2 separate regions of the Bombyx mori genome follow, and region 2 is linked to region 1. The links are chromatin contacts, called in public Hi-C maps. All regions are on one chromosome and are shown on one strand. The core of a region is the stretch at or near the end of the contact, and the rest is flanking DNA. Distances in the headings are between cores, read along the strand shown.

Region 1 (5,536 bases), core at 1,403-3,902:
AGTAAATAGTGTTATTATACAATTTTATTCTTCATTTATTATTTTTATTAATAATGTTATTTTTGGAACGAAGTTCCTTATGCGATGATGAGGAAGGATAACCTAACCGGGAAAAACGTCCGTAACGTAAGATTTTTATTAGTAATGCACACAGTGTACGACTTAACTTTGTAATAACGTAGAAAATTTTTTTTTTTATTTTTTATTTTTATCAATAAAAAATCATAATAAAAAATGCATACCCGAATAATTATTTTCTTTATACCTCGAATAGAACTTAAAATTAATATTTTTATAATAAGGAACTTCGTTCCTATCCGGTGTCCCACGACACCACGCATATTTTTTTTATAAAATATATATGTATAAATAATAAGATTTATTTCAAGTTAAATGAAGTGTGATGTTTATTAAATGGTTAAGTTATATGTCTTGAATAGGCTCTATGAGGAGGTAATGTAAGTTACACAACAGAAGATTCGGTGATAAAGCGAGTGGTATCAAAATGGCCTGACTCTGCGCCAGGATTGGTTTCCGACTGGCGATCTGCCAGCTTCCTTGTCCAAGTTCCGTACACAATCTAGCAAAAATTTACATGAAAATTTACTATCCCTTTTAATGTTAGTTATAAACTTATTATTTTATTGCACTGGTAACAAATGTCGTGAATCGAATTCGGTTAGAGAGAACGAATTTGTAAGAGTTATAACTCTGAAACTTTATTCAACTTGGAGTTAAAAATGAGAGGAAGGGTACGTGAAGTGTGCATTGATATTTCCAGAACCCTCGAGGTTGTTGCGAATCAACTTGGAGCATTGAGCCTCCTCAACGCCACTAACGGGGCGATTGTAATCCCGCTTTGTCAGTAACGCGAAGACAGGAAGTGGTCGAGAGCCATTCAACTTATCTGAGATACATTCTACGGTTTTAAAACAGCAATGGCGATGGTAATATTCAAAATATTTAATTAAAACCGCGTCTGTTGAATAATTTATAATAGAACAGTAAACTTTTGTAACACATTAAGACATTTTTACACACACATTTGTAACACATTTAAGACATAAGACATTCTACTGGTGGTAGGACCTCTTGTGAGTCCGCACGGGTAGGTGCCACCGCCCCGCCTATTTCGGCCGTGAAGCAGTAATGCGTTTCGGTTCGAAGGGTGGGGCAGCCGTTGTGACTATACTGAGACCTTAGAACTATATCTCAAGGTGTGTGGCGCATTTACGTTGTAGATGTCTATGGGCTCCAGTAACCACTTAACACCAGGTGGGCTGTGAGCTCGTCCACACATCTAAGCAATAAAAAAAAGGCATTTATTTGTGTTGAACATTCAGTTTTTTTACAGTGTTTGGATGTTCAGCATTCATACTGGATTTTTTAACTAAAGCGCGCGTTATGACAAAACAAACTTGATTCAACCAGGATTATGATCGCCATAGTACTTACAACCATCCTGCGTATTTCTCGCCGGACAAAGTCTTACGTTCTGGTTGAGACTACTATCTCGGATCTTAAGGCGGGTGCTACTTTACCATTGTGACGTCTACGAAATCCGGTAACACCAGGAGGACAGTGAGTTTATTAACCCCTTAATCCAAAAACAGAACACAATCCCTTTTCTCGCAAATGGTACCTTTTCATGCGTGAGAAATCCGATAAGGATACTTACTACCTTACTTAACCAAGAACAACGCAATGACCAGTATCGGGATGTGACACGTAGTTTCTGAAGTGGATTTTTTAAAGGCAAACGGCTCTTGTAGTCAGACGAGCATGGCCCACCTAATGGTGAGTGGTTCCTGTCGCACATGGACATCCACCGTGCCAGGGGCACCGCCAAGCCGCTGAGAGTCAGAATGACGGAATTGTCCTACTGACTAAAATCGCACTTAAGGTTACATATCATACTTTTCCACAACACAGATGCTACGTGAACATCCTATGCAAATCCTCAACCACACTCCAACATATGGAGTATCCTAAGATCTTACGTTTCTTACTTCAATCGATCATCGAACAGATATAAAGCTTTTGTTATTCTTCGCTTAGTGGTTTTACTCTTTACAGAGTGGTCGTGATTGCTATTTAGGATTAGAGACCGAGACCACGTGGTAATAGATCGATGATTAGAGAGGACAGATTTGTTGGGTCTACGTTGTTCACTCGTCTTTAGCGTCTAAAAAACATTCCCGATTCCAGTTATCATTATTTACCTTTTTTTAAAATTATCACTTAATTATTTATTTTTCATAAATATTCCATAAATCCAAATTCCGTTTCCAAATAATTCTTGTCCATCTGATGGTTGTGTGGAAGAGATCGCTCTTAGCGATTGATTAGCCGCAAATTGTACTTCTTTTTTTTTGTTCTGAATGTTTCGCATTGTTTATTTTTTAATAAAGAATACTCTCTTTCTCTTTTTCATAAGTTTCTAAAATAAGCAAAACGAGTTTTTTTTTTCGAGTTTATATAAGTGACAATAGAAATCGATTAGCATAATGCCGTTTAAAACGTTTCTCGGATACAAGTTTGTGTTTCATAAAGCGTCGTTATAGAAGTTCTGAACGAGTACGACATTATGGACAAGAGTGACGTCAGTCGTCCCGGACGCAGCTGTCGCGCGTCACAATATCCCCCAGTGCTCCGGCCTGGGAAAGCAGCGCCCCTACCGGCTCTCACTTGTTACGCTACCGCCAGTACCGTCACTGTCCGCCAACGCACCGTAGTGACATTGAATGTCACTATTATGAACTTGACTTACTTTTATTATGTTTGCAAACCGAGTCTTCTCGTGCTGCATTGTCTGACAGTGACGACTGATGCTCTATTATCTCTATAGTAGCAGTATTTCTAACTATGTTATCGATTTCTGTTGTCACCCTTTGAAACGGTGACGTTACTTTTGTTTACGACAAATTCGAAAGCTATTATTTAGATCAGATAGTGTTTTGAGTACATTGCGGCTTATGTAGCCAGTTGATTTTCCTTGACAACACTACATACCAGGTAGGTAGGTGTATTTAAATTGTTTTACATTTTCCTAAAAAAGGCAACTCTCGAGTCGTTGCTATATAAGAACATGAATGGGAGAATATCAGAAACTTTCAATGTTGACTAAGGAACTTTGCACCGGCTTCATCAAAATTCGTGTCAGGGTATAAAAGTGAATGGAATTGAAAACGAGCAAGCCGTGGTTGGTCCAGTTGAGAAGGTTATCATAACGAACAATATTTTGCAAATGGACTTTTATTTTTGTTACAGTCGTAATAATCCTTGAGGATTCTGTAGTCACTTGGTAAGAACGGAATCATTATAATTGTATCCAGTCTGATTTTTTCTTGCAGTATGTGTCCCGACGAGCTCAAAGCTCATCTGGTAAAGAGTCAGAGAGTACAGAACTACATATTTTTAAATTATAAAATTTAAACTATTTAAATTATATGTCATCGCCAATCTAGAATCATGAATTCGAAGGCCTATTTTATTGTTTAACCGCTGTGGCACCCTACAAACAAGACCGAAGGTTTGCTACACGGCAGAATGGTGGTATAACCGGTGAAAACTACTAAATGGTAGTATAATGAAGTAAACATTTTCGTTTCTAAAAAAGTTTCCTATGAAGAACTAGCGAACCAAACTCAGCGGGCAAAAGATTTTTATTTCGATTACTTTTGAATTGCCATAGAGCAAAAAAATGATATATTATATTTTCTATGTACTTAGTACTTATTATAATAAAAAAGCCTTCCAAATAATGAAACAATCGATTGATTAAGTTTGAAAATGAGTAGTAAAATTCGGTAAAGGATAACTTATGTGATGACTTCATGTGCAAACAATAACAATCAGAAACTATCCGACTACATTGGGCTGAATAATAATAATACTCGAAGCATTAATTCTATCTTTCACATAGCAATTTTATTAACATATGAAAAAGTAGGTCGTAAAACCATACAAACATGACACAAATATCGTTTTAGCTGGGGGCAAACTACCCGAATATCGATGGTTTTGTTGGCTAACATTCTCATGTATTCATATTGGAAACAACACACCGCTGTAGGAGTGGGTGATATAAATCGTATATAGATTCAATATCTATATATCGCACCAATATCGTTGAATCCGATATCGCCCCGCACGAAATCTATATATCGATATCAGCCGATACACGATATTGCTCGATGTGATGCGCATCGCCATATCGTACCGATTCGTGAATCGAAATCTATATTTCGATATCAGCCGATACACGATATTGCTCGATGTGATGCGCATCGGCATATCGTACCGATTCGTGAATATCAGCGATATTCGTTTAGTTCGTATCGAATCGGCCAGAGTGAGTGAGCGCACGATAGGGATATCATGTGATGAATGAAACAGAAACAGGCATTATCCATACAATTGTAAACCTTATATTTAAGTCCATATGTCTCTAGATTATTCTTAGCGTATCAGCAGGATACAATTAAGGAAAGAAGTTTCAACTTTCGACCCTAACTTGAATGCAGTATAGCCTATTTGCATCGTTGAATTTAATTTCACGCGCTTTGACCTTGAACTAGAATTTTTGGACAAGTGTTTATAAATACTTAAAAGTTTTTTGTGTTTGATTTTTAAAGTACACATTTTTCTATTTTTAGTTGAATCCAAATAATTGAGTTTATTTCTTGTGTTTGTATTAAACTTTTGAAATCTACACTCTTTTGGTATATTTTGTAATTTTAAATTAAGACACAAAATACTAAAAACTGAAAATAATGTAGCCAGTCCTAAGCCTGGTAAAAGCATGAAGGAAAGTTTTTTTGATATTTTTATTTTCATGTTCTTTTTATTACTTTAAGATCATATTATAAATTGATATCAGAAAACCAACCGTATAACGTTGACTTAAATCTATATCTACTATGATATTATATCAGCGTATCGTTTTAAATCTCAAATATCATGAATCGAGAAAATCTACTAGCATCCATCAATATATAGATTCAGAAAATATATAGATTCAATATCCGATATTGATAGTCGATATATAGATACGATTCGATACGCGGCAAAACCGATATTACCCACTCCTACACCGCTGACTCTTGTATTGACGTTATTTATTACGCAATATAAATGAACTAGTTCAGTCTGAGCGACTATGATACAAAAACTGTGTGTGAGGAAAAGTTCGCAACAAGACTTGTGTATACATTTCTGATTGGCAAATTAAGTAATGCATTCATGTGTTCGGGATGCTCAAAATTTAGTATTTACTAGCTGACCCGGCAGACTTCGTAGTGCCTCAATCGATAAATAAAAGACCGACGGGGGACACATCAAAGGAAAAACAAAATTATTATTTTTATTTAATTCCGAGCATTTTCATATTTATCTACCTTTTAAACCTTCTCTGGACTTTCACAAATAATTCAAGACCAAAATTAGCCAAATCGGTCCAGCCGTTCTCGAGTTTTAGCGAGACTAACGAACAGCAATTCATTTTTATATATAGAGATAGATGTAAAATGGCTTT
Region 2 (5,536 bases), core at 1,320-3,819, 62 kb after region 1:
TAAATACAATACGCAAGATCCTGTTATGTAAAATCTCCATGCAGAACGTGGTATTGTTAATCTTTTTTTTTTGGGGCAAGGGTTGATTATGCTGATAACTGGCCGGTAATATTTTTTATTGAATTTATCTTGGGTGACGCTTTACAATTGAACTGACTTAAACCGGTTTGTGCAGTTACGTGCACACATACAATTTAGTAGGCTAATTTTAGTGAATTTGTTGTTAAGGGAACTAAACCAGTTAAGCTACAACTTAGTGGAAAAGGGGACAGATAGTGGGATTGTTTAATTGGAACGACGCTCTTCGACATACCACCCCACAGTCCCACAAAATCCGCAGAATTAACCGAAAGTAATTCTTGCTTCCTGTGATTTGAATTATGAATAATGCATTTTAAAACAATGCGAAACTTATTGCTGATGTTGCATAATACCTCCATGCTTTTATATGATGATAATATTTAATAGTAAGCCAAAGAAATCCTTGATCTTCGTTATTCCAACAGAAGACTTTATCTGCCTTTAGATTTTAATCGACTAGTTCAATCATAATCTTTATCTTTAGCAAATGGCAATGGAGATACATATAAACCAATGCATCAGCGCTTATGCCATCAGACTTTATGCTTCTAATTTCTTCTTTTTATCTACTTTTTGGTTTATTTATCTATTTATTTATTTACTACTCAATTAATCCGGTTTTTTGGATATTTTTACATAATTCGTTGTTTTTTGTCTTTTACGAAGATTCTTGATCTTTCTAGGCTTCTAGAAAAAATATCCAAGATCGATGATAGGATAGAAATACGATTTGAAGGTATCAAATATGTAATTTGGGTTACCGATCCGACGTCGTAGCTTTATACGTAGTTATTATGAATACAAGACATTCAATATTTGTGTATATTACACTCCTACACACCATTACTTCTCATCGCAATTTTTTTATAGTACTTAAATAACGGATCGGACAGGTAGAAGACGTAACAATCATATTATTTTATTTAATAATAATATTAATTCATGATTTAAAAAAATGCAGTTAAGTTAAACAATTCTTATTTATGTTATTCATGGGCGAGTTTGGTCTACGCTTTACCGAAGTAGGTAGATAATGTAGGTATGCAAGTATCTACTGGAGATAACAATATGGTTATTGCTTATGAACGAAAATAGATCGTAAGCAATACTACCCTAAACGATCAATGCTAGCTAGCGTTTGATCAATAAGTAGTTAACTTTTCCATGAGAAACCTTTTCGACATTAGATTTTAACATTTTGTTGTCACGGGTAGCAGCAATATTAATGCATATTTTATTTTTAAAGACTTTGGATGTACGTTTGTAAACTCTCCTCTCCACAATGGCTGAACCAATTGTAATATTTTAGAATTGAATGGTTTATTGAAGGATAAACCGTATCTTTACTTCATTCAAATCAGTTAAAAATTAAGAGATAAGATTTATCGAAAATTATAAAATGTGAGTGAATTTTCACGTACACATGTTAAAATATAATACCAAATGCGAATATATTTAAAAATATACTCAGGCACCATTAAGTATGTAAGGTCAAAAAAATACACAGTGATGTTGTAAGCTGTGTAGTTTGTTTAGACTACGCTGATAAAAAATATTATAAACAAAAATAGCAAATTCCTCAAGTTTGTAACTTTGTAATCACTATAATGTACAGTGTATTTGAGTTTATATATACACATATTAATGAAATATTACTACTCTAACATTGCTAATCTACATGATTTTTAAGTTAAGGCATATTTAAGTAATTAGTAGGTACAAATTTCTAACAAAGTTTTAATTGAAAAAAACCTAGATCATGCTTTCTACAAAAGATTTAAGTAAGTAAGCAGGCTTACCTATGTTGTAACTTCCATTCGGTGTTTGGGAATATTTAGGGTAAATAATAATATGACAACGAGAAGTTACCACGGTGCATATTCCCAAGGTAAACAAAGATTACGTAAACGGAATCCCACGCACACACGTCACCCGATCGATTTAAACTTTCGAATACGCCCACTAATAATAATTATTAATGAGTTAGTTAAATCTGTCCTTTTAAATTAACAACACTACATGCGCAATACAAACTTACGAGTTTCGTGCCCTTGAAATCGTACAGGTTATGTTATCGATAAAGCACAACACGCGCACTGACAGTCCGGCCAAACAAATCACAGGTCAAGTTCGAAACCGGTATATAAAATAACAGTGAACAAGAATCGAATGCTCATCAGTTCGAAAATGTTTTCCGACTGTCTGTCTGTAAAGCCGGTCCGTGAGCAAGAAATGAATATTAACAAAAAAAATGTTAGCGAGCCAATCGTAGTAAGTGAGCTGGGGAGCGATAGTCGTGCCCCCGCAGTCAGAATCTAACTGAGCGTACCGCGAGGGCGCCGCGAGCCGAATGGCGATTACGGCGAGGACGAGGCCCCGCGCGCCTCCTCCGACTTGCCGCCAGCCAACTGCGCGCGCCACCACGAGGCTGTCTCACAACAATATCCTTATTTTTACCTGATAAAAACAACAATATTGTACTAACATAAAACGCCGATGTCTATGATTAAATATCCAAAAATGTAATGTTAAAGCACAAAAAATCCCTATTTCCTGACCTTCATCATGAGCATTGGACTATAATGCCACATTTAATTCATTACATACATGTATAAAGTGGTTAAAACATTAGTAAATAAAAAAAATCCCTAATGTGCATTTGAAGTTACGAAACTATCCCTAACAGTACAAGTGGTCACATAGCACCCCTTACTAAATAGGTATAAACCGGTTTCAAATGCCAGGTAAATCTCGATAATAATAGGGAACGATGGTCAGAAAATAAGACGCCATCGAATTTCAATACTGATGATTAATAATTGTAAAATATAAAATGAAAATAGTAAACTCGTGATAAGTTGTAAACGTAAACAGAGCTCAAAGAATATCCTGCGAAAAGTTACATAAAAGCTATTTTAATTATTCTTCTAAATAATCTGATATGTTATATTATTATGAATTATTCAGGATTGTATATAATAAATGTTTTTTTTTCCCTTAAACCTACAAAGGCGTTGAAAAAATAAAATTTTTGAAGCAAAAATAACAATTCGAATATTGCCCCTTATCTTATTTCTTCAGCCCACTCGTGTTGCTATATTGGATGATAAATATTATTTGTCAGTCAAATTCTTAGATATATATAATAGGGCGCAAAGGAGTCACTTGGTGCTGTCAGGGGCAGGTGATTGAGTCTTTATCGCCGAGCCGACGCAACCCGAGGGTGCAACCTGCGTCCGTGTCAGCGTCACTTCTCAGTTCATTTATCTCGAAGGAACTCCTTCCAAAATGTTAAGAGAAACTGCTTTCCAATTTATTATAAAGCGGAACAATAGAACACCCTGCAAGCACCTGTCGTACAACCCACAAAGATTCCACAGTCAGAAAAGGAGATAGTTAAGTTAAAAAAATTAATAACCTATTAATATCTAAAAAACAACCGGACATATGTTTTGCAAATCAATTTTAATTGAATCTTTCTTTAATTTTATTGTATGTTCTCTTTTTCAGATTTTCCTCCTGATTGTTGAAATATTAGACGAAAGTATGACACTCTTTTACGATTCTGTATTGTAATTTAAACTTAAAATTACGTAAAAGCTTTATCATATCAAAGCTTCTACGTAATTGAGAGGATCGTAATTGATTGTGAAATTCGATTAAATAGATAGGTACAGAACCATGTATATTTTTGTTTTTATTTATAGGCTAGGCACCATTGTATGACAATTTACGAAATAAAATTTACTTAAATATTGTCGTTAGGACACGCATAGAACAACTTCTATAACGATCTCTAAAAACGAACCAAAAGTTAAAACGTCTACTAACATATTTTTATTGTTAACTTTTAACCAAAGAATTTAGTTAGCGACCGTCGGCAAAAAAGTGGGGAAAATAAAATCTTATAGTAACCCAGTGAATGACTCTTCCGAGAAAGCCGTCATGGCCACTCATCTCGCTCGAACGCCCAATTCTATATTGTTTATTGAAATAATACCTGACGTCTACCTTAATGGACACGAAACAAAACAATGACCACGCTCAGAGTCAAGTCAGTTTTATGCTATACTTTCACAAACAATATAATAATATATTTTTAAAAATTTAAAGTAAATTTTGTCAACGGAGAAAGAGTCATTTTAGTGTTTTTACTAAAATATGTACATTGTGTTTATAGACTTTGAAAACATTCAATTAAAGAAACAGGAACTGTGTACCCATTTAGTCACTTCACTAGTGTTTAAATAAATAAATATTCAATGTCGATTTTAGTCGAATTCTAACAGTTTTTATCAAAATTAAGTTTTGCTTAACTAATCCGGATGACAATTAAAAATAGTTGTCGTGAATAAGGCGACTAGTGTAGTCGTATCAACGATGTGACTACATTTTACGTATTATATTATACATAATAATATTCTGTGGGCTTCTAAATTTGTACCTACCTACAACAACACTTTCTCTCGATCTAATTCCAAGGTAAAATAAGATAAGATAAGAATAAAATCGTGTGATTAAAATCGATTTCGGAATATTAAAGATTAATTGGGGTGAAAGATTTATGGTGATATATATTGCAAGCTCTTACGGGCAGTAACCTCCATACTGTCTATTTCTGCCGTGAAGAAGTCATATCTTATAAAACAGATTTCAAACTTCGATCTCATAACTCAAACTGGGCTTCACGTTGTGACGTCTATGGGCTTCAGTAATCACTGTACACCAGGTGGATGATCTCGTTTTCCTCTTTTGGCAGTACAAAAATAAAGATATCGTAGTATAACAAACTCATGGGGCTATGTTTTTTTTAATTGTGAAAGCGAATTCGTTTGGTACATTGCCTTCATAATATTTTCTGTATTTAATTTAATGAAATAAATAACAAAGAAGGGTACAGTTACATCTGTAAAGCAATGCATAAAAAGTTATTACTGAAACACCAAAGCCAACGGCACAACTCATCTGCGGGCCATTTCCTGTTCAGACGAGGTTCAGACGCCGCCCGCCCCTAAATATAGAACCGATATCGGGAATCGATATTTACGTATTAAACTACTATTCGCTACCACAAACAAACACTAATTAATATCATAAGATATGCACTAATTGGTTTTGAAGCTCATTCATAGATATTATGCAATGTATTACGTAGAGAAACGCCAGACTACTTACTTGTGATATACAGGAATAAGTTGTGCTAAGCTGTTGTTGTATTGTGAGGGCGCTTCTCATTCATCTAAATCTTTTCAGGCGCACGGCTTAATTCTGAGCAAACGAATGCACCGCATCGCTGGTGCCGCCACGCCGCGCCGCTACGTCAGACATAAAAACGTTCATTTGCAATGGTACTCTCCGGTATTTATCTAGTGATACAGAAACGCGTAATAAGGGAACACCGTGGGCTTTGACGTTGCCGTAATATCATTTAAAAATTCGCTGAAATAAAAGGGAG

The links. A called contact is a pair of places that touch in the nucleus more often than the background predicts.
Region 2: a contact with region 1 is called in a Hi-C map of midgut, with 1.9 times the contacts expected there. The contact joins the promoter of LOC101741121 here to the enhancer-like site in region 1. A contact is called at or near these places in 3 of 7 Hi-C or Micro-C datasets (midgut and whole pupa).

Annotation. Positions count from the first base shown.
Region 1 is chr4:11,966,354-11,971,889 of ASM3026992v2, forward strand. The region is part of intron 2 of LOC101741121; the gene reads right to left. Among protein-coding and RNA genes, the nearest start is that of LOC119631218, 16 kb to the right of the region's middle. Within about 2 kb of position 2,653, at least 8 of the 8 cell types and tissues checked have open chromatin away from gene starts, as enhancers often do.
Region 2 is chr4:12,028,200-12,033,735 of ASM3026992v2, forward strand. LOC101741121 reads right to left here and starts at 2,570. Exons shown (of 13, transcript XM_062668263.1): 1 at 1,881-2,570.